Regions from separate parts of the Drosophila melanogaster genome. Here all the other regions are linked to region 1. A link is a contact called in public Hi-C data. All regions are on one chromosome and are shown on one strand. Each heading gives the region's core, a stretch centred on a gene start, on an enhancer-like site or on the middle of the called end of the contact. The rest is flanking DNA. Distances are from core to core; before and after follow the strand shown.

Region 1 (5,827 bases), core at 1,886-4,385:
GAGAAAGAGAAAACCAGACAAAATGAGTAGGCCATATATGCCCTGATGCGATTACCAAAAAAGTTACTAATCATGATCCTTAGGGATCAATGGGATCGCCTAATCATCGTCTGCTCACTTGCACAACAAATTATGACAATAGTTATTCTATCGAAAATGACTCATGTGCATTACTAATTGCTGGGAAAGTTTATAAAAGCCCAGCGTGTTTATACGCGACATTAGGGATTAATTTATCAATATATTATTGGCCAGCAGTCTTATTATTGGAAAGAAAATTTTATTTGAAATAACAAATCCCCTAAACGAATAATAATAATCCTCATACTACTGACTTAAAAACTGTAATAATTGTAATAAAACATAATACATTTGTAGAGAAAAATAAAAATCTACAATTTTTAACTTCAATAAAATTATAATACCGCTGCTTAAGTATACCACTATATTTGAGTACTTACATACTGTTCGATGTGTTCCAATGCATGTAAAAAGTCTTGGCGCAACTAGACATGGTGGAGAGCAAAACAGTTTCCATACAAATTAAAGTGAGCAACGTAACAAAGGATGTGGCACCAAACTTTGGAAATGGAATCATCATTTTGCATCTCATTGGCGATGGCTGAGGCGAAGATAACAAACAGTTTCTGTTCTTAATCCTCTTTTTACCAACAAAATGCCGTGATGCCTTTGATTCTATCCCTGCTTCCACCAGTACTGATGAATGCTTCTCGGGTGGTTGTCTTTTACTCGGTGAATAAAGCGGCTTGAGATTGTTAAAACCTTGAAACTTGCTTTTGCTCTTAGACTTTCGATGCATAGCTGGTTGCTGTTTATTCGTTGTCGTAAGCGCCTTATGTCGAATTTTTGGGATACTCTCAATACTTCCTGGCACGTACAGCTTAATGCTTAAAGGTTTTCCAGAGTATAGCTGAACTTTATGTTTCTCCTTTTGTTGCTGATGCCGGTGAGATTTGCAATTGGGGAAAGCTACTGGTGGATGTGAGTCTTCAAGCACTTTACTGGTAGTTAAGCGCCTCTTACATGCCAACATGCTCCGACGTTGACAACTGTCATGAATCTGAGACTTTGACTGGGTCCAGGAAACAGTAAGACGCAGTTGCTTTGATCGTTCTTGCATACCGCCAGCAATGTTTTCGATGTTAGATCGTTAGTAGCTTTCTTGCTAAATGCATACAATAAACCTCCGAAATAAGAATATGTTGACTGGCTACATCTACATCTGTGTCATTCCGCACCAAAGTGTCTTGCTCCATCTGCAATCAATAAAATAACAATTTTTACAACAAAACGCTGTAGCCGTGTACGAATTCTGGGCATAAAAAAAAAACACTGAAACTGCAGTGTAACTTGTAACATGATTTTCTCACTTTGGACGGTATAGTTACGAAGCGCACCAACAGACTAAAGACTACTATGCGGTTTGGTTGTTTACTTTACCCTTTAAAAGATTTCTTATAAATGAGTAAATTATATGTAGTGCGTTATAAAGTCAGGTGCAATTTAATTTTTGATGACAATAGTTAAATAATACAACTTTTGTGCATATATATCACTATATAAATATATATGCATATATAGGAACAATCCGAAAAAATTAAATTGAAAAGGCCGTTAAATTATTGTTTCTTTTTCATCTGTGATTTAGGTCTAGTATTCTTTTTAACGTAGACTTAGTTTTCACCTCTTCAAGATTAAATTTTGATACTGAAAATGAAATTGATATAATACCTAGGGTTCTTAGAAAATTTAACCCGACTTTTTTAGAGCGGAATTATACTTTTCAATTTATCTCGTCAAAAAGTTTACTAGGCAGTTAAAAAAGAAACAATACTTTAACGGCATTCTTTTTCGACCCGTATATGTATATGAACTACAAAATAAAAGGATTTCAACCTTCAATTCGAAGGTCGTTTGGCAAACGGAAAGAAAGACAAAAAATATATCGACATGGCTGTGTAAACTGATCAAGAATATGTGTTCTTCTATTGACATTTCCTCCTTTACTTCGTTGACAATCCTGACTGAAATTAGTTTACCCATTGCAAAATCTAACTACATATTATATCTACTCATTCTAAGCTTTGAGATCATTACGCGTTAACATTTTAATGTAACAGTAGCATATTATGCGTATTTATATTTTTATGTAAAGTTTATACAAGTTGATCTTTAAAACAAACAGCCTAAGACTGAGGGATCCTGTTTGCGCCGCGTTCGGCGGCAGTCGGCGAAATAAGCAGCTGTTAATGCTGATCAACAATATTTATATGTTGACTACCGCCACCTGACAGATTACGAGATTTTTAAAAGTACTTCGCTTTAACTTTGGAAACCGCCTAATTGATTTGATTCGACCCTGATTGATCAAAAATACTTATTTAACAGGCCGGCAAACCAATTATCAATTTAAGTGGGATACTACATTTTAATACATGTATGGTACATTTTCTATACAAACAGGGTTGGTAATGGCTTGGCGAAATATTAATATATTTTTTAACATTCATAGTCATAAACAATCAACATGGCATAAGATCAACAATATATAGCGGATCTGCAGTTCTTGACATTCAATTTATAACGGAACAATCAATATATTTCTTAAAAATTGTATGTTTAAGTGATAAAACATCCCAACAGCATTATACAATTACATATGTATGTATACACCAAAAGACATTTCTGTATACATACACAGTGACGACACACTCTCCGAGGAGACAGAAGAAACTCTATATATACACAAACATCTTACTCTCGGGGAAACATTCTTATTCGATACGATTAACAATCCGGTACAAATATGTTGGTATAACATAGTTGACATATAAAAACACAAAATATACATATATGCCCATAACACCGTCTTCCTTTTTTGGTACATCTTTTTCAAAATTACATTTTCACATGATTAAAAATTGTTCCAAACAGGTTTTTGTCTGAAGAGAAATACTCGAAAACAGCTCATTTAAATTAGTTTTTTCTACACTTGGACTACATACAAGAATTATTTATATAAATACTGTAGAGCTAGAGCTATAAAAAAAACTTGTTTAGAGCTGGAACAAAAAACGATGTTTACTTTAACTTTCGATGTATAAAGAAACTTAAGGGCATCGATAATTTTACAAATCAATCGATAGCGATTTTTTTCCAAAGGCCCGTATAATCTTATAATATAAGTCAAATGGTTTGGTTTTTTTTTTTTTTTTTGAATTTAACATATGCGAATTTCTACTATAAGTAATATTCACAGTAAAAACCATACCATATTGATAGGAAACTGTCTTATAAAGATTTTATTTGACATTTGTTGTAGCAGAACCATTATGTAAGTTCCTAGTAAATTTTTTAGCTAGGCTTAAGCACTATTTTATGTTTTAAGAATAATTTTATAATTATTAAAATTTATCTATTACCCGTGTCGAACCTATTTTGATTGGTGTAAGAAGTTTGAAACCCAGTGAAAGAGTTAAGAATTTGAAGTAAATATATATATGGTCAGTATCAAGAGCCGAGTCAGCACTACCGTCTGTCCGATCATCCGTTTTTACGTTACTATCTCTTAGCACCGGTTCTTGACTGCATAAAATTTTTGTTCAAGTTAAAAGAGTTTTCATAATTTTGTTTTCTTAAGTTTAGTCATCGGACGAAAAGTCCAGAAATCAATTGTTAATTAAAGAATTTAAATAGTTTCGTTGTTTTTAGTCATTAAATGTCCACATTCGCTCTGCTGAGATACTGCTAAGATATATAAGTTTAGCCTTGCAGAAGCTATCATTATTATCTCTAGTAATTATATTTTTATAGTGCTCCATTAACGCAAAATTCGCTTCATTGGGATGATGTAAAATTCAGGTCTTCGAAAAATTAATTGCAATTATTGTTTATAACATTATATAAAGATAAATAAAAACTTGGGTAAACGAGCAGGATGACAAAGTGTGTAATATATATAAGGGAATTTATGTGTTTTGCACTTCATTTTCATGAAGCAACAACCTGCGATATATTATTGGTGTAAATAGTATATAAGCTGTACGAGATTCGGTGTTTAAAGTAATTTTCGATATTTTTTGGATAGAATTCCGATTGCGGATAACTATTTGGTTGTATTAGATTCCTGAATTGTTACTAAAGAAACATAAATAGAGGAATTTGACTATCAGGATGGCCAATATAATGAGAAGAACGTTGATTCCTGGACTTTCACACTTGAGGCTGCGGCCACAACTTGTTGCAGCTGGATCGGCCGCGTTAACGTAAATAGTAAATGCTTACATAATTCGAATATATCATTTATATTTGTCCAATTGGAAACTCGTTGTTTAGTTCTCAGGAGACGCGACGGGGAGCAGCCAAGTGGTATCCAGACCCTGAGTTCATGAAGCAGTTTAGCGGCCCGGTGATGTATCCAGACGAGGTCACATCACTTTGGACAGTGCCACCATGGAACAGTTAGTTGGTAACCCAATATTAAACTGACCCTTGAACTAATCGCTTGACTTACCTCCTCTACTAGGCAAAGTAACGCCTGTCGAAAAGTCGGTGCGTAATCTGACCTTGAACTTCGGCCCACAACATCCCGCCGCCCACGGAGTCCTTCGTCTTGTGCTGGAGCTGGATGGAGAGGTTTAAGCTGTTAATCGACCACAGGTCTTGTGTAAATTAAAACCTCTGTTATTGCAGACCGTTATGCGTGCCGATCCGCATATTGGGCTGCTGCACCGTGGGACCGAAAAGCTCATAGAGTACAAGACATACACCCAGGCATTGCCGTATTTTGACCGGCTGGACTACGTCTCGATGATGTGCAACGAGCAATGCTACTCTCTGGCTGTAGAAAAACTCCTTAATATTGATGTGCCTCTCCGTGCTAAGTACATTCGAAGTAAGAATACAAAGTAATTTTCTCTTGCTCTTGACTTTGTAGTCATTAAGAAGATTTCAATAGTTTCGCTTTTTTAATATATGTATATATATATTATAATTTAGCATTGTCACCATCGCCATAAATCTTACGCAACAAAATCTTTTTAAAAGTTCTATTTAATTTTTGATTACCAAAAAAAAAATATTTTAAATTTGGGTTTGATTATTAAAATTATTTTAATCTAAAATTTAAAGTGAGATGAAAAAGTACCCACTATTTTTGGCACTGAAAATTGTTTTTCTTGTACAAAAATATATTAAAACCAATGGTTCGTGTAGTTCTTGTCTCTCAAACCAAAGACACTAGAATAATTCTAGTGTCCTTGCTCAAACCATGTAACATACATATTTCGAAGCTTGAAAAATGAGCCAAGATATCAGGGTAATATAAAAGATAATTAGAAGAGACTATAAATTATATTCTTTTCTGGGAAAACTGACTTGCAGCGCTCATTGGTAGGACGGTATGAATTTACGGTCTTATCGAATTAATGATCGTCGGACCGCTTGAAGAATTTTAGCCAGCCAAATATAAATTGATCGAAAAAAATAACTTTTTGTCACCACTTCTTCACCATTCACTAAAATTGTAAATTTGTAATAATTATGTGAAATTGTTATTTTTTGCGCAGCTCTCTTTGCCGAGATTACTCGTATTCTCAATCACATTATGGCCGTCGGAACACATGCCTTAGATGTTGGTGCTCTAACGCCATTTTTTTGGCTATTCGAGGAGCGAGAGAAAATGATGGAATTCTATGAGCGAGTTTCTGGTGCCCGAATGCATGCTGCCTACATACGTCCTGGCGGGGTGTCATTGGTAATGCATTCGCATGAATATTGAAAAATAATTTAATTGTCTTACGTTGTA
Region 2 (5,827 bases), core at 1,880-4,379, 460 kb after region 1:
CCGATGGTAGGACCAGATGAAGTGCCCCTGAAGCCGCTTTGTACTCTGAACATTTCAGTGGATTTTAAAACTATAACAAACCATCTCGAAAGAGATAACCTGCATAGCTTGAACGATTGTATAAATGCGCATGGAAAATTAAACCACAATGAAAATATTGTATTTGGAGTAAAGGAACAACAGGTGAAGAAAATTGATATTACTAAAGCTTGTATAATGTCAAGTGACATCAAACTAATTCATGAGGCTGATGTAATATTAGACGACATATGTAGCCACTTAGGAAGTGACTGGCCTTTGCTTGCAAATGTATTGGGTGTTTCCCAAGCCGATATCGATCTTGTTAAAACAGAATTTTTGTTAAACGACAGCGTAAAGCAGAGCATGGCAATGTTACAGCTATGGCTAGAACATGGAGGCATATTGACGGGCAATGTACTAGCTGAAGCCCTCTACAAAATCGGCCGCTCAGATATAGTGGAGAAAAGCTTTAAAAATGCAGAGTTTGGCACTCATCAACCGGAAAAAGTTTTGCCGACTGCCGGAATTGAAAAAGATGGCGATTATGAACAGTAATTTACAAAGTCTACAGGTCCTTAGCAAGATATTTTTAAAAACGCAGATGGTAAGTTTAGTATTGATAAAATATATGTACTGCAACGCAGGTGTCACTAAAAGGAGTAAATTGATACTAATGCAATACTTAACATTTGACCATTACGTTAGAAAGAAGAACAAATTATAATACTTGAAAACCAGGTAATTAAAGTGTATAACGACATGAAATCATTAAAATAATATTATTTTGTTTTAGAGAAATGTCGATTTACCTGAGTAATCGATGAGTAATCGAGCGGTATTCATCATGAAATAGTTGCCGATATCTTAAATAATTTACCTAAAGTCGATTTATTAAGTTTTCTAAAAATTTAACATTTTCTTGACAATCAGAACTATTATTCAATGTATTACTTTGCAATTTATAATAAAACAATATTAACAGTGTTATAATTTAGAGTTTAAAATCGTACTAATTAAATAAATTGTTGAATCATTTATAGCTTTGAACTTCATTTAATTAAGGAGGATTAAAGTGGCTTGAATTTATAGTCAGATATACCATCAGAAATATGACTGATGTTTGCAGTCATCTGATGTGAACCTTTTTGTTCCATCATTTAAGGTTCACTTAAAAAATTACATCAAATACACGACATTCTTCTTCATAGAACTAAATTTTCATTATTTGCCACTTCATTACGTAAAAGTTTTCCTTAAAGTTTTCTCAATTAAAGCAACTGCCGGCAAGGGGTAGATTTTAATAAGCTTAAAGGTCCCACGGTAGGGCAAGCTAAGGAATAAAAGGAATAAAACATAAGAATGTTTCAGAATATTTCTACCCGTTACCACTACATTTACTACATCGAATTCCCCTGACAGATCTAAATTTATTTTACGTACGCAACATCGTGCGTCACACATCGAGCAGCAAAGGATCTGAAACAGAGGGAGGAGGAGTGTAGAGTGATATTAACAAAGAAAATGCAGCTCGACAAATAACGAGCGTCAAATAGGTATTCCAACGGGCACAATTGTTCACATGGAAATTCTAATTCTAATTGGCAAAGTTCATCAGTCGGGCATTGACTCCCAAAATAGGGGAAATAGTAAAATATTATCCTAGTCCTCTAGTCCGATAAAAAAAGAAGTCGCTAAGGAAGTCCATTGAAGAAGGACCTACATTTTCAACCTCCAACGCAGTCCAGGAATGGCTGCATGCAGTCGAAAATGGACTGCCAAATGGAATGTGGCCATTAACTCCTCGAAGTCAGCCTGTGTAACTTTTACCCTGCGGCCCGGAACTTGCACAGATCTGACTTTTGATGGAAACCCCGTCAACAATGTCACATCGCACTGCTACCTAGGAGTTCATCTAGATCGGAGACTGACCTGGAGGGCCCACATCACGTCGGTCAAATTCAAGTCACTGGCGAAACTAAAAAAGCTCGACTGGCTCTTCCACTCCAGTAAACTACAAATGAGCTCTAAGGCTCTTTTAATCAAAGCCATACTTGCTCTAACGTGGAGTTATGCCATCCAGGTGTGGGGAACTGCCGCCAAATCCCAGCTCAATAGGCTCCGTGTGGTCCAGTCGAGAGCTGCAAGCCATGCATCTGGGCTCCCCTGGTAAGTGACAAACCAGGTAATCGAAAGAGATCTGAAAGTTATCCCTCTCAATCAGATCAATTTTCACAGCAGCCGTTATGCCGACAGGCTTATGGTCCACCCGAATCAACTAGCAAACATCCTAGCTAATCCCATCTCCCTCCGAAGGCTGAAGAGGGTACACCCCACCGATCTCCCTACCCGGAGGATAGTATAAAATATTACACATTAAGTAATTAATAACTAGAAAAATTCTTTTTTTTTCCTTTTCTACTTAATAATTAAGAAACCACTTGGTCTCATATACATTTATACACACAATAGGTTAAGTTTTAGAGGAATTGACTGAACGATTCCTTTTGAATCCAAAATAAATAGAATGATTATTTAAAAAAAAAAAAAAAAAAAACATTTTCAACCAGTAGAAAGGAAGTTCCAATATGGAGAGCAAGCAGTCCAAGGCCTTTGACAACACCGCCGTGGAATTGATTTACCACATGGACGAGACCTTAGGCGCAAAGAACATTCTTAATTTGATCGCCATGGTGTTAGTTTTTCTAGTGCTCCTGAAACTGGCGAATGCGTAGAAGAGATCTGTACAGAGGCTTCCTATCACAATGCGTTAAAGAAGATCCATCGTCCATCGCAGTAAATGCAAAATGTGAAAACATCATCAAAAGACGGAGTCGGCAGATCAAATTAAGCAATGCACCGACACAAACCTAAACCGGAAATGGCATTAAAATTAATAATAGTAATAGTAATTACTAGCAATAGTAATCCGTGACAAATTTAAGAGTGAAATCATGCATTTTAAATGTTAACAAATATAAAATAAAAACCAAAACAAAATGCAAAACAAGTGGGAGAACGAGAAATCGGAGAATAAGATAGCGGCCCCGCAGCTGGAGCGTGCCGCAGTGCATACTGCATACAAGCATACATACGGCCCTACTTATATATATACAATACCTTCTTGATGGTGCTTGTTTTTCTGTAAATGTTTTTAATCTGTACTATATTGGAGAAGGTGTATATGTATGTATAATTACAACCTAATATGTAGAAATGCCCAGGATCAAGGGTCCAGATCTCATCGCCCAGGATGGGATTGAGGTAAGTTTGACGGAACACAGTCACCGAATTTTCTTTATATCTTTTAATGTATGCCCATGGCACAAGCCAGCAATTATTCAATAAATATACAATATGAAGACAAATACAATAGAATGAGAACATTTTACAGGGTGCTGTAGGGCAAAAAGGATGACATAACTTTTAATGACCTTGGTAAAAGGGGGGATCAATTTGCGCGACTTGCGACGATCCAATTGGCACTCGGGTGTATGAACTTACATACCGACGTAACATTTCCTATATTTGCAAGGCACGTCTTATAAAAATTTAAGAATTGCATCAATAATTCTGCCGTGCGTCAGTATATAAAAAGTTAATAGTTTAATTTTGTTTTTATTGTTATTCAATATCTTTGCATTATTTCTATATTTCGTACATTATTTATTACCTATGTGTATACATACTATTTTATTAAACTTATATTTGTGATTACTATCATCTTAATATTAGAAATTTGTATATCTGCGTAGGTTTAGTATACGATTGTTAACCCTTTCTACTATCTAAACCTTATCTTACGCTAAGAATCCATCAGTCGACCAATATTGCAGTATTAAAAATGAAATTTAATTTTATATTTAATTATAGCTTAAAAAAAGCAAACAAACTCATTTTTAACATTATAAAAAGAATTTATATAGAATACTTCATGTATATGCAACATATATTTACATATTCGTTGTTGATCCACTTAATTGATTTGATGGGGTACTTTTATTATAGTGTATTACTCGTGTTACTTAATTGATTTTTACACAAATTATAGAAATGAAATAATAAGGAATTTGTTAATCAAACAAATGAAGTTGCGATGTCGTTTGAATAAAAAGCAATATTTTACAAAAACACAGACAATGGAAGCACGATGGAACCGCAAATATCGAAAAATAATAAGCTTATGATATTTATTTTTATACTAACATTACATTTTAGATAACGATTTGCACTAAACATAAAGACTAAAGCATTATATAGCAATTTTGTGTACTGATAAATTTTGGAATTAAACGTATAAAATTTGTGTTAAACAGTCTTTTAAATTGGCAATGGCCTTTACATTCTTCTGATTACATATGATTTGTTAGTTTGCTTGAATTATCATGACCACCGAACTGTTGTAACGCAGATTCTTAATAAATTTATATGTTTACGATTGATACATATATATGTAAATGTGTGCATAACTGTATGTACACGTTTAAATACATATACATATATACATATAGATTTATAATCATATAATATGTATCTATGTGACTAGAGCCCTATATAAATCGTTAATTAGATTTATCACAGCAGTGTATTTGTTGAATTTCTAAACTTGATGTAAATTTAAAGTTCAATTATTTTTATTAATTTCACAAATTTTTTGGTTTCATAATATAGGTTCATTAACTTATTTATTGGGATCGTACAAATGCCGAGCTTAGTTATGAATCTTAAAAACGGTTGGAGATAAATGGTAAAAGTTAAATTTTAATGCAACCAGAATGTTTTCCAAAATAACCTACTCACATTATTTTTTTTTAAAGCATATTATTTTACTTTATGAAACTGCGTAATCATAATTATTCTTATGACACTCTCATTTCTTTAAAATTTATTTGTTTTCTTATAATCATAGTAAATTTTTTTTAGTAATTATTACAACGATTAGAGTTTCGGGGGTGAAGCCGAAATTAAGTATTATGTATGATTATGATTTTTTAAAAATTGCACAATTTAAGTATAAACATCTTTTATTACTAGAAAAAAAATACAGCATGCGAAGTGTATATTGAAACGTTGATCAAATAAATTGCATGCATATGTGAGCTCAAAATCTGTTAAGAATACTTCAAAATTCGTAAAATATAAAATCTATTATAAACTGTGATTTTGGTGTATAATATTCATGTATTAAACTAAAAAGCAAGAGAGAATTCTATAGTCGAGTTCCTCAAGATACTCAGCTAGTTGAAGTGCGTACAAGAAATTTAAACATCTTTTATGGCAAATAGGTAAAATTAAACCAAATTAAAAGCTATTTCGCAAATCGATATAAATTTATATTAATAAATGTATACAAATTTATATTAGTATTAAAACAATAAAAAATCAAATAATAGTATAAAATACGGGCGTCTCAGTTTTAGCGACATGTTGGCGGATTAAACGATAGAAATTGGCCACACAAATAATAAAACAGAAGTGTGGTCATGCTAGTTCAAGTCGGAGTCTGAGTGGGCGTGTCAACGCAGACGTCAGTAGAATCCCGCATATCTAACCTAAGCTTTCTAGCTATAATAGTTTCCGAGATCTCGACGTTCATACCGACGCACGGACATGGCCATGTCTACCTGCTATCGATCCTGATATTTTTTGGTTTGGAAACGCATACTGCTACGTTACATACCTATTATCGATTGTAGTTTACCCTTTTACTCTACAAGTAACTCCCTACGTCTAGGGATGATCTTGTTTATCAATACAAAACATTTTAGCTTTGAATTTATATACCAATTTTTAATTTTTGCTTATAATA
Region 3 (5,827 bases), core at 1,166-3,665, 420 kb before region 1:
CAACCGGGGTTGTAGCTACTCGTGGCTTTGAACCACCTATAGCTCGAGGTTTTATCGATCCAGTTTCATAATATCTAAAAAAAATAAACTTATTTACATTTTATCTGAGTAGTCATTAAAAGTAGATAATAGAATAAACAATGAATATACAATCAATTTAGATTTGGCTGTATATTTTCTTATTTTGCAAAGAACAGAGAATTTAAAAATACGTTCTTCTTAAGATATGATTTTGATTTTTATGTATTATGATCATAAATGGTGAATGTGTTTCAATAATCAGAGTCACACAATGAGAGATTGGGATGGGGGCCTGATTTCAAATTTTCATATTACGAAAATCATTGATTTTCTTACTCTAAAGTATTTATAATAGAACTGCTAATATCTGATTAGTTCCAATTATGTAACTTAGTAGTCGAAAGCCGTAAATATTCTCGGGAAGAGCAGTGCTTATAGTAAAGTAAAAAAGGACATTCCTCTAGTATTGATTGAAAAATCCTCTTTCCAAAATGTTAGATGAGCACAAAAAAACAATTCGGAGTGCAGTGCTTGTAAATGCGAGCTGCAACTTGTAAAAAGAAAAGCGCAGCGATTCATTAGTGGTGACAATGCTAAACGCCGTCGAAATGTTTAGCGTCGAGATAATAAAAACTATAAGCAAACCTCAGCGTCAACAGTCAACACTTTCAGTTGTAGACATTAAATTAGTTAAATGCAGCCGGTATATAAATATTTTGCGAATGGCATATAGGATTGAATATAGAATATATGCTAAACAAAATAACATAAGTATTAATTAGAAGCCAGGGGAGAAATGTATTTGTTAGTGTTGTACAATGGACAGCACTTGCAATACGGACACCAATAACGCCGTAAAGAGGTTCTTCCAACAAACAAATTTGGCTACTCGCAAAACAGATGCTAAGCAAGTTCTCTTTAATCATACGCAGTCTTACGATCATTGGTTAGTTGATACGAAATAGACTAGGAGGCATTCGGATCTTATGCATATAGAAACTACTGAAACGTTAGTAAGGCCATTAACTTACCAAAAACAGAGAGAATGCTATAGTCGAATTCCCCGACTATACGACTAAATACGAAAGCAAAATTGTGTTATTTTTCTGGGATCCGTTTTTTGCGTTTTGTTGGTGTAAGAAGGGGTGTGGCGAAAGTGTTTTTGGTATACCGATAGAAGACAAACAATAAAACGATTAAAAATCAACACTTTTTTTAAAAGTGTTGGCAATATGGGTCAACAAACTTGCGCTACGTCCATATCTCTACAATCAGTATGCCTAATTCCAACCATCTAGCTTTTATAGTTCCTGAGATCGAGACATTCATACGGACAGACGGAATATATACATACTTCATATGGTCGGGAACGCATCCTTCTTCCTGTTGCATACTTTTCAACAAATCTAATATACCTTTTGACTCTTTGAGTAACGGGTATAATAATCGAATCTTTCATATTTTCCAAATTTAATATCACTCCCTGGTTTAAACGCAGTGCTTATATAATAAAGTCCGAAGTCAGAAATTTTAGCTGAGCAGTTTGTTTGTTGGAGGCTACTTTCGTAGTTCCTGTTTAGTTAAGAAAATGTCATTATGCACTCGAAATGCCTCACCTGCCCAAAATTTTGCTTACGCAACCGTTGGACACTTGTAGTATTCTTGAAATATCACAAGGACGTGCGCCGGAATGAGCCAATTCGACAATTTTTTGACGCGTTGAATCGGGCAGTGGCCGGCCATTAACATATACGCCGCCCAGCTGATTTATTCCGCTATGGCCCGCCGTGGAGCACCCAAATAGAGTACTCTGCCCGACTGACGAGTGGGGATGCCCATGCATTATGTGTTCAGTTGTTAGCATCATAATTAATTATTTTTAATGCGGCGTTGGAGACTTCGACGGTGGCTGACGTGCGTATGTTTATTATTGAAAGTGAGAAAGTAGGATTACTCCCTTTTTCATTGTTGTTAGAAGGGGGGCTTCGTTGCCAACTTTGTACATCCCATATATATTATCTTCTTCACCTGGTAATCAAACTCCAGACTATCACTTCAGACGTTTTAACATTTATCACTTTTTACTTGCCAGGATATGAACTTTCACTTTATGAGTTTTGTTTTAAGTGTGCACGATGGAAAGCGTTAAAGTGTTTTAAAACTGTATCATAGATCGTTTATGAAAATGGTCCCGATATTTTCCGTCGAAAGTACGGGTCCGCAGCCCGGCGGCAGCGCCACGGATGGCGACCTAGTTTATTAATCTGGGAATAATTTGCATTCAAAATGATCGAATAGTGACGTAGGTATCGGTTTAAGCTTGAACAAAAATTTCTTTTGCTAACTGGTTTCAGTGACGAGGTGCGCACTTAGCCAAGCGAAACGTTAATGAGCTCTCATGCGAAAAAACACTGGCAAGAGCAACGGCTAACACATCGGCCAGCCATTTTGGCGGCGTTGCTCTAGTTGTCTCTTTTCATTTGCAGTCAGCGATAGCTAACAACGTTGCTGTTTTCCGTGCCGTGAAAAGAGATAGCTATAGAGACATGAGGAAGAGAGGCATTACAACAAAATCCATCGTGCGCACATCTGGCAAATAGGAGTTGCGTAGGAAAGAGACGGCTATGGAAGAAAGAAAAGTGTACCCTATCCGCTTGAAAATCTTTTTGAAGTTTTGGTTGGTTGTTAAATATATCGTGGGCAACTTTAACATTATGGATTCAGCGATAATAACGCTGGAAAATAAAACTGAATTTATATAAACATAGATGGTTGTGTATATGTGTAAGTCTTATTCATCATTGTATGCATATGTTTGGTTGTGATGATATTTTATCATGTTTAATGCACTTAATCCCTAAAATATTTGATTATATAACCATGTATCCAAAAGTTTAAGAATCTGATCATTCTGAATAACATACAATCTAATCGTTTGCCATACCTTTGTTTTAAAAAAGTATAGAACGACTAGTTATTTATTGCCCTGTATCAATTCCCCATCTTTACGTTAAGTATTATTATATTTCTGATGTCGGTTGTGTTAATATACAAAAATACATTCACATATAAAAACTATGAGTGCATTTTATTAGTTTTAATTTAAATTTAAAATTGAACAGCAATAAAAACGTATTCAGGAAGGTCAAACAGTATCAGGAGTTCAAAATGCCTTGCCTTACCTGTAGCGTGATCTGCGTGACTTGGGCTTGAGATGAAGTTTGTATTGTTAACTTTAAAGAGTATTTAGTATTTGTAAATTTTTTGTTGTATATCTATACAAAATATTAAATATGTAAATACATAAATTGTCTGTTCTGCTACTTCTGCTTGTATTTACATTTTCGATATCTATTATTTACAGAAATTAAACCCCCAAGTAACAGCATTCAAAACCTAAACCACCCCAAAAAGCCACCACTGAGCTTACTTGCTCTCAACATCCTGTCCGACACGTTTTTTGGATTTTTGAAGTCACACGCATCAACGAATCTATTTCCCCTTCCACCACAATTTCCATTATTGTAGTGCCGGCATCCAGTGTGCTGGGCTTCTTCAAAGGGGCATATTCTTGAATCGCCTTTTTGTCATTCCTATTGCGTGTGCCAAAAATTTCATGGCGCATTGTAAAGGTGACGAATCTGATTTTCCTGGAATGTGTGAAAATACCTTAATTTATATTATTTAGCGTAGTGTCTGGGCTGCAACAAATGCATATAACCATTAAATTTTGCACTCATGATATTTGATTTTTCTTGCGTACCTACTTACTAGTAGAGTCTCTATCGATATGCTAAACAATAATTTAGCCACGTCTACTCTAAAGCCTACATTTTGTTTGATGTTTTTTTAATTTCAATATCTTTATCAATGTGTAAAATAGAATGTCAGAAGGAAGCGCCTACATAAAGTATCTGTATTCTTGGTCAGGGCCACTAGCCGAGTCGATCTAGCCCTATCCGTCCGTATTAACGTCGAAATCTCAGGAAATATATAAGCTAACAGGTTGAGATTAGGCATATAGATTAGAGACATAGACGCGGCTCAAGTTTGTTGACCCATATCGTCAACTCCCACAAATCGCCCAAAACCGCCACGCCCACACTTTTGAAAAATGTTTTGAAATTATATCATATTTGTATTAGTTTTGTACATTTTTATCGATTTGCCCAAAAACCGCCCAGAGCTGACAGGCCCAGACTTCCGAAAAATATTTCGATAAAATAAACGCTAAAATAAATGTATAAATATAATTAATAATCATATATAAATAGACTTGTACGAAATGAAAACGGTCGCTAGGTGAATAGAGGGCTTGGCGCTCTGCGAATCTCTCCCTTAGAGGTGGCTTAATTTAGCTAGGTAACAGGTATGAGAAAGCCGGGAAAAATTTTATTCCATCTCGGTATTTTTACCTGTCTTTCATTTAATCAAGTTTCTTTTTTCTCTTTCGGTACCATTTGCTTAGTGCATAAGTCGAAGTAGTTACCTTCGCATACTTCCACAGTTACATTAATAGTGAAGGCAGACGACAATACGTTCAATTTGGATTGGTTATATAAAAATATGTGATTAAGTAATATTTTATATTTAACAAGAGAGAACACGAGTTCCCCGACTATCAGATACCCGTTACTCAGCTAGTATGATGATATGATATTCATGATATTCTGGTTTGTGGGCGGTAGAGTGGGCGTGGCAACATGGGTCAACAAACTTGCGCTGCTTCTTTCACAAGAGAGTAGGTTATAGTTGATCACCTCAGCTAGTGGTAGCGCAGCGTAGATATTTTAACTTTTAATTGTCAAATGTATTGGAATTGACAAGATAAAATAATGAAATGAAATATAAGTCAAACAATTTTCACATGCGTGAGTAACAGCTTTGCGCGGTTTGGACCGTTACACTGGGCGTGGCAACCTTTTAAACCAAACTTGCACACCGTAATCGTATCCATACTATACATGCCTAATCTCATACTCTATAGGCTTAATAGTCCAAACATTATTATTCTCCTGCTGAGAGTTACTCTAAAATAAGCCCCTAAGAATATTTCTGCAAGTCAAGGACATAATTTGAAATATATTTGTTAAAATATGTGGCTTATAAGTTGCGCCTTTTATGTCATTATTCTAATTCTAGTCCTTTGCAGTATTAATTTAAATACAGTAACAACACTTAATAACAAAATTTGATACTCATAACTAAGGAGGTATACAGGTATTTCAATCGCAGAGCACGTTTCTCCCACGACGCACTGAATATACACCTTGGTCGCTGCGTTACAGTTTTGACGCTTTAATTGTAAACGTTTAATTTCAAAAAATAACCAATTGTTTATTTTTGTGACAAGTGGCGCAGTTGTGAAGATTACATAAAAGGAACAAGTGTTACAATTCCCATGTATAATTTTATGAGCATTAAATATGTATGAACAACAATAGAGTTAAAGTCAGGGTTGCCAGCATAGCATTGAATAAACGAAATTCCTAACGCATTTTATTATTGAGACAACTTAAAACCATAATAACTTACTTTTAAATAGCAGTGCGTTAAGAAAATGAAGTACTCGATACATACATACATATGCCTACACTTTGTCGGGAAATCGAGATTTATCTGAAAAATTCTTATCACATGTCACAATTTAGTTCCAGTCGGCGATTCGAACAAACATGCCGAGCACAAAATAAAAGGGAAAGGGGGGATCAGCTGTTATTTTTCACAATGCGGTTTCTCCGACTCCAAAATTAATGACACAAAATGAAATGCGGAAATGATGCTGTCAACAACACTTGTTGTACAG
Region 4 (5,827 bases), core at 1,098-3,597, 360 kb before region 1:
TATTTCGTTAGTCCGTCCGATTCTCGAGTACGGATCACTATCACCTGTTTGGAGTCCACAATACGCAGTCCACTCGGACCGCATTGAATCGGTCCAAAAAAACTTATTACGTTTTGCTTGCGGCGCCTAAAGTGGGATGCAAACCGTATATTACCTCCTTATTCCAGTACACTACGTTAATTTAATTTACCGTCCCTAGCTAACCGTAGAACCAAAGACACTAGAATAACAAGATGCGTAACGCCATACGATTTTTTGGCACACGATTTTTTCGCCGTGGCTCTAGAGGTGGCTCCAGGCTCTCTCGAATTTTTGTTAGAGAGCGAGAGAGCGGAGAGTGCTACAGCGAACAGCTCTTTTCATCGCATAAAGTGATAGCAGACAACTGTATGTGTGCACACGTATGCTCGCTCATGCATTGTAAATTTCACAAAATATGCCCTTCACCTTAGAAGTTCTTTGACTTTAAATCTATATTATTTTTGATCAATTGGCACCATGCGAAAAATTCTTGTTTTGCATTGCCTTAACGTTATTATTATATGAAAATAGATTAGAAATAGCCAAATCTATGTACATATTATCACAAAAATAAATTTCAAAAATGACTTTATATAAGAATATTTGTCATTAGAGTATTCATCTTGCGGCGTGTGAAAAATTAATAAGGCAATGATTGTTGAGTGCTTGTGTCCGTACTTCGTGCTTCAAGATATGAACAAAGCAAAGACACTAGAATAATTCTAGTGTCTTTGATATGACTTTTGCAATAAACAGTTATCATATTTAATTATTTACTATATTTATTATGTCATTTGACTTTATATGATGTAACATTAACATTAAAAGTGTTTAAAAAAAAAAATATTTCGCTTTCTTAAAAAATTGTCAGATGAGAGACAAATTAGAATTAAACATAAATATAAATGTGTAAACGGTAGCTAATTCGAGCGGCGATTTTAACAAACAAATTTAAAAAGCTTTAAAATGATAATAGTCAGTTAAAAATTATTTTATTTTATCATATTGCTACGAAATTGGCAAAAACTACCCTAATATGTACAATGTAAATTCGTTTTTTCGATCAGAATTGATTTCGGTCCGAAAATCGTCTTCTAGCACAACACGCACACATATATGCGTTCTCGTCTCTTGTTTTTACTCACACAAGCAAGCAAATTCTATTTTTAGATTTCTTATGCTCTCAGCGGGAGCGAGCGGAAAGAGAGCAATTTTGGCCGTCACTAAAAAATTGGCTGCATAGTGCCAAACCAATGTATGGCCGCTACGCATCTTGTTATTCTAGTGTCTTTGGTAGAACTATGCTTGGAACAGTCTTTATTTGTAAGCTTATTCGTGGGGATGTTAAGAGTTCTGACTTGATTAGTCGGCTTAACTTCTCAGTTCGAAGTAGTTCTCAGTAGTAGTTCTCAGTTCCTTATTTCAGTTCTCAGTTCCTTATTTTAAATCATTGTAGATCTAACTATGAGTTGCGTGACCCTTACAGAGTATTATGTTCTGATTATAATAGACTTTATCCTAATATCTGTAATCTTGACTCTCTGCCGCTCACAAAGCAATTGATTTTACCTTTTTTTATTTTATGATTAGATCCTACTAACAGTAATATTTAATATAGTTATTTTATATTATATTCATTTCCTCGATCCTGTTCTCTTTTTTATATCGCGTCTATCCTCTCGCTAATCGAGGCGTACGATACACGGCAGCGCCCCTCGTTCGGTTGGTCGGGAGGTGTCGCCGTTGGACCCGTGCCAAAAAAAAAAAATATATAATAATAATATAAAATAATTGGGTCTGAATACGGATTATTTTTGTTTTGATTTAAATTCTTTTATTTATCGATATTTTGATGTAATATAGAATCGTTTTTTACCAATTTCTTTATTGTCATATGTATTTTAGTCAGTGTGAAAGGGTCTTATTTTGGCCATAATTAACTAATTATATTTTACGTTCAAGAAACCCTAATTACGATGAAATTAACATTTTGTTTTAAAGTTGCCCATATGTTGTATTCTTAGATATAATGATCTATTTAGCCATGTTGCGGAAAGGGCTCATTATCAGGAATTGAACGCTGGCATAGCATGTACAATCATTATTATAATTTTGGCAAACCTCAATAGAATAAACGTATTATGAAGTAGTTTTAGTAAATAATTAACATTGAAATATGATTTTTTTTTTATTTTTAAAAACTTATGGTTAGCAAAAAATTAAATTATTAATGATGAAGCGTTTAAAAATGTGACCTAACTATCGTTGATAATGATATTCTTCAGTTATCACTATTTCTTGTGTGCTATCGATGTTTCAAATAATAAATGCAACTCTGTTCGTATGAACAGAACACATTGCATGTGGAAATTATTAAAAAATAGTTTTTGAATGTAAAGATAAAGCTGGAATTACTGCTTCATTTTTATAAATAAATACATTTTTAAAATACACTTAAAGTGGAATTCTTAACATTTGTATTTTTTGTACATAATCACGTCGGATAGGCACATACAAACATTTGCTCAGGTAAATTGATGGTTAATAATGAGCACTGGGCAACAAATATTACATGATACTTTGCAAGTTTACTGTGCACAGTGAAGGGAAAAAAGATTTTACCACTAACATTCTGAAATGTGTCTTAACTTTTTAAAAATGATGTAAACGATGGAATTCGTGGCACGTTTTCACCATATGCACCATTGTGATTGTGAGAACGAAATCTCCAAAGTCACAACGGCAACGTCGGCAAATAAGTAAGGCTCCAGGATGGATTGGCAAATGTTTAATAGAAATTATCTCTGGGCTTCAGCTCTAGACTTAATAAATTACAAAATGTCTACTTTATATTTTTGAAACATTTGGGTGAAATCTTTTGTGATATTTAATGATTTTATACGTGTCAGTTCTTTTAATTTCAGAGACCTCTCTGGTAGCTGTATATCAATATATTTCCAGGTAAAATATGCAGAACTGAAACGTGGACAATTAATATTCATTAATATTCATTAAAGAATCAAATGATTGAATGACGTCGTATTTGTGGGTCCAAAATCACCACAGAAATCGTCTATGAAACGGTAAATCTAACCGTTTGGCGATTTCCTACAGAGCTAACTCTAGGAATACACATACGTAATGCAACAGGCTATACCAACTTTACCAACACAATCAGATATAGATAAAGCCATGCAGCCCCATTCAGCACAAAATATGGTAAGTCGATATAAAAATAACATCTCCAAAATTATTTACATATATACATTTTGACATTATTTGCTGTATTACTTTCCTTGCAATTGTTTTAAATTAGTTCGTTAAATAAATATGTTTTCCTAGTTCCGAAAAGAGCTAAAACCTATTTTTTATAAGTTTGCCTGCTGTAGTCAATGTAAACAATCTATTAAGATAGTATCACACTTCTCGTACAATAACAGCAAAGTTTAAAAAGAAAATGCTATTTTTGTGGAATTTTTTTATATGTTTGTTTTATAAATATTGCGGTTTGTATAAAAGGTATATAATTCAATTAAAAAATTTATAAAATATATGTTTGCGATTACAATTATTTAAGTTACTTACTAAATGAATTAAAAAATTAAAAATTTTTTTAACGAACTTGATTGAATACTAATAATTGTTCTAGTCCTGTAAAGCTACATAATTCATAAATGAAGCTCTTCCGGGCATGGTATGAAGTACTTTATTTAAAACCTAAACTATAAAAAACCGCGTTTTTCCAAACATACATAAATCATATAGTTTTTATCGGTAAAAATATTAATTAAAAAAATTTTTATTTCAACGGTGGCTCCAAAAATGGATGCTGAATCTGGTTTGTTGGTAACTGGCAGACACTCAGCAACGTAATTTTAAAGCTAAACTCAAAACGCATTGTGATTAATCTATCCAAGGGAAAAAAAATATTCGAAATGTATTTTATTATATTGATTTAAAGGATTAATGATTTCACATATCCAAGTCACAGAATCAGTCCATATATAATAGTCCCTAATATAATAGTTTCGTTGTTTTTATTCATAAAATGTCAACTTGATATTGTATTTTATAGTGATGTCCTTTTGAAGGGCTTAATGATATAAGGCATATATTTAAATCGCAGTAAAAGAGATATTTGGGACCATATAAATTATATATATATTCTTTATCAGTATCAGCAGCCGAGTAAAATAAATATAAAATAGTCCAGAAGATAATAGCTTCATACTTTTTATTTCTGAATGACAACTTGATATACACCGTTTTTTGACCGCGTATAACTTTGGTTTTAAGGCTAATTGTCAACATGCCGGCGACGACTAAGGAGCAACAGTCGGAAAATTAAATGAAGCTATAACAAAATAAATAATAGTTTAATTGTTTTTAATCATTTAGTGTTCTTATTTTGTACGCACAACTTTTTTTTTATTAATTAATTAATCTTGTAATCTATCATTTGAACTGTGTTAGACAGCTAAATCCCATAAACATTATTTGTCCATAGGGGACGTAGGACAAAAACTCTAAACCCTAATAAAATTATCAAACCCAATGCATGTTTTATATATATTTGTTAATTCTGGATTTATTTATCACAAAATTTGAGGCTGAAAAGTATTAAAAAATCTGCATAAGTATAATATTCAAATTTCACAGTGCAGAAGTGTAATACTACTCAAAATTCCGATTCTTGATTTCTCAGTTTCATTTTATTTTTAAATGGGTTTGTTTTGGTTTTTTTAATACTTTGTTTAAGTGCAATAAAGTAGGATTAACCAATTATCTAATAGTTTTTATAACTTATATATTCGGCAACATTTTTTTTTAATCATTGTTAAATCAATTTTACAGTCCGAAAATGTTCCCACTCTTGTGATCTGTTGTAGATTTTGCCAGCCAATAAAAAGACCAAAAAGTATGATCAACAGGTGCCAACTTCAAAGCCACAATCTCTTCATCAGCCTCTTCAACCGCAGCATAGCCATCCCACTGCTCAGCCTCAGTTTCAGATAAATAAGGCATACAATGTGGTCTCCATTCTTAAGGCATCAGCGCAGATCGCTCAACAGTCCCCACACTTGACGAATCAGCAGCATCCACCAATCCATCACCCACAGCAAACACAGCAGCATCAACAAAGCTATACAAACGTTGTAAATAGAAGCTTATCTGCGTCTGAACCAGTTAGAGCCCAGTCATCGGTTATCTGTAACGGTTCAAGCATATTGACAGTAAATAGTAGACAACTGAATTCGGGTGATATGAATTCGACTGCCATTTATAACATATCCAGTTACCGAAAATTAACTGGAAGTCTAGATGGAAATGTTTGCTTTCTAAATGTACAGGACATTAAACAAAATGGCAACATCAGTGGGTCAGTAGTATCAAATAAGTCCATCGTCGGAGTCGGAAGTGAAAAAAGTTCTTGTACTGGAGTCAGTATTAACAACCAAATAGTATTGCCTAATGCGCAAATAGGAACATCTATGGGAATAGCTGGAACAACTACAGCAGGCACAAGCTACATGCACGAAAAGAATATCGTTGGCGTTAGCGTCAATTGTGTTAATACTAGTAAAAAGTATGATTTCAATAACAGTAGTTTGTTATCAAATAATAGTTACCCGGCATCTACAGCAGAGGTAAACCTTGCAAATTCTGTGACTTTAGGAAGAGATTCATTTTAAATAATTCTTAACTTCATTTCACCTCCCTTTTTTTTAATAATTAGTTTTTAAATACTTTAGGTCCCAAAATTTATTAAATATCAATACGATTTTTTATTTAATGAGCAGTTTTT

The links. Hi-C and Micro-C count contacts between places; a contact is called where the count stands out from the background.
Region 2: a Hi-C map of the Kc167 cell line shows a contact between it and region 1, with 1.9 times the contacts expected there. The contact joins the enhancer-like site here to the promoter of Ephrin in region 1. A contact is called at or near these places in 8 of 107 Hi-C or Micro-C datasets (the Kc167 cell line, the ML-DmBG3-c2 cell line, the OSC cell line and 4 more) and 1 of 6 datasets of contacts at active chromatin or transcription factors (the Kc167 cell line).
Region 3: a contact with region 1 is called in a Hi-C map of the Kc167 cell line, with 2.9 times the contacts expected there. The contact joins the promoter of toy here to the promoter of Ephrin in region 1. A contact is called at or near these places in 2 of 107 Hi-C or Micro-C datasets (the Kc167 cell line and the ML-DmBG3-c2 cell line) and 1 of 6 datasets of contacts at active chromatin or transcription factors (the Kc167 cell line).
Region 4: a contact with region 1 is called in a Hi-C map of the S2 cell line, with 2.9 times the contacts expected there. The contact joins the promoter of eIF4G1 here to the promoter of Ephrin in region 1. A contact is called at or near these places in 18 of 107 Hi-C or Micro-C datasets (the Clone 8 cell line, the D17-c3 cell line, the Kc167 cell line and 8 more).

The regions. Positions count from the first base shown.
Region 1 is chr4:569,063-574,889 of dm6, reverse strand. Ephrin (ephrin,) reads right to left here and starts at 3,135. Exons shown (of 5, transcript NM_166771.2): 1 at 2,719-3,135; 2 at 462-1,277. The coding sequence starts at 1,141. It overlaps ND-49 (NADH dehydrogenase (ubiquinone) 49 kDa subunit), which reads left to right and starts at 3,336. Exons shown (of 7, transcript NM_001272135.1): 1 at 3,336-3,355; 2 at 4,109-4,286; 3 at 4,357-4,481; 4 at 4,547-4,656; 5 at 4,714-4,915; 6 at 5,589-5,776. The coding sequence starts at 4,195.
Region 2 is chr4:111,618-117,444 of dm6, reverse strand. It overlaps pan (pangolin), which reads right to left. Exons shown (of 12, transcript NM_001258477.2): 12 at 3,175-5,827. It overlaps Ank (Ankyrin), which reads left to right. Exons shown (of 12, transcript NM_001169348.2): 10 at 1-759; 11 at 1,441-2,187; 12 at 2,243-2,371. The coding sequence ends at 576. Among named protein-coding and RNA genes, the nearest start is that of Ank, 15 kb to the left of the region's middle. Within about 2 kb of position 3,129, at least 22 of the 39 cell types and tissues checked have an H3K27ac peak or open chromatin away from gene starts, as enhancers often do. A contact at or near this core is called in the Kc167 cell line, the S2 cell line and gut, where this site is marked.
Region 3 is chr4:986,313-992,139 of dm6, reverse strand. toy (twin of eyeless) reads right to left here and starts at 2,415. Exons shown (of 9, transcript NM_001382011.1): 1 at 1,638-2,415; 2 at 1-74. The coding sequence starts at 1,888.
Region 4 is chr4:927,235-933,061 of dm6, reverse strand. eIF4G1 (eukaryotic translation initiation factor 4G1) reads left to right here and starts at 2,347. Exons shown (of 16, transcript NM_079901.4): 1 at 2,347-2,550; 2 at 2,931-2,982; 3 at 3,039-3,240. The coding sequence starts at 3,163.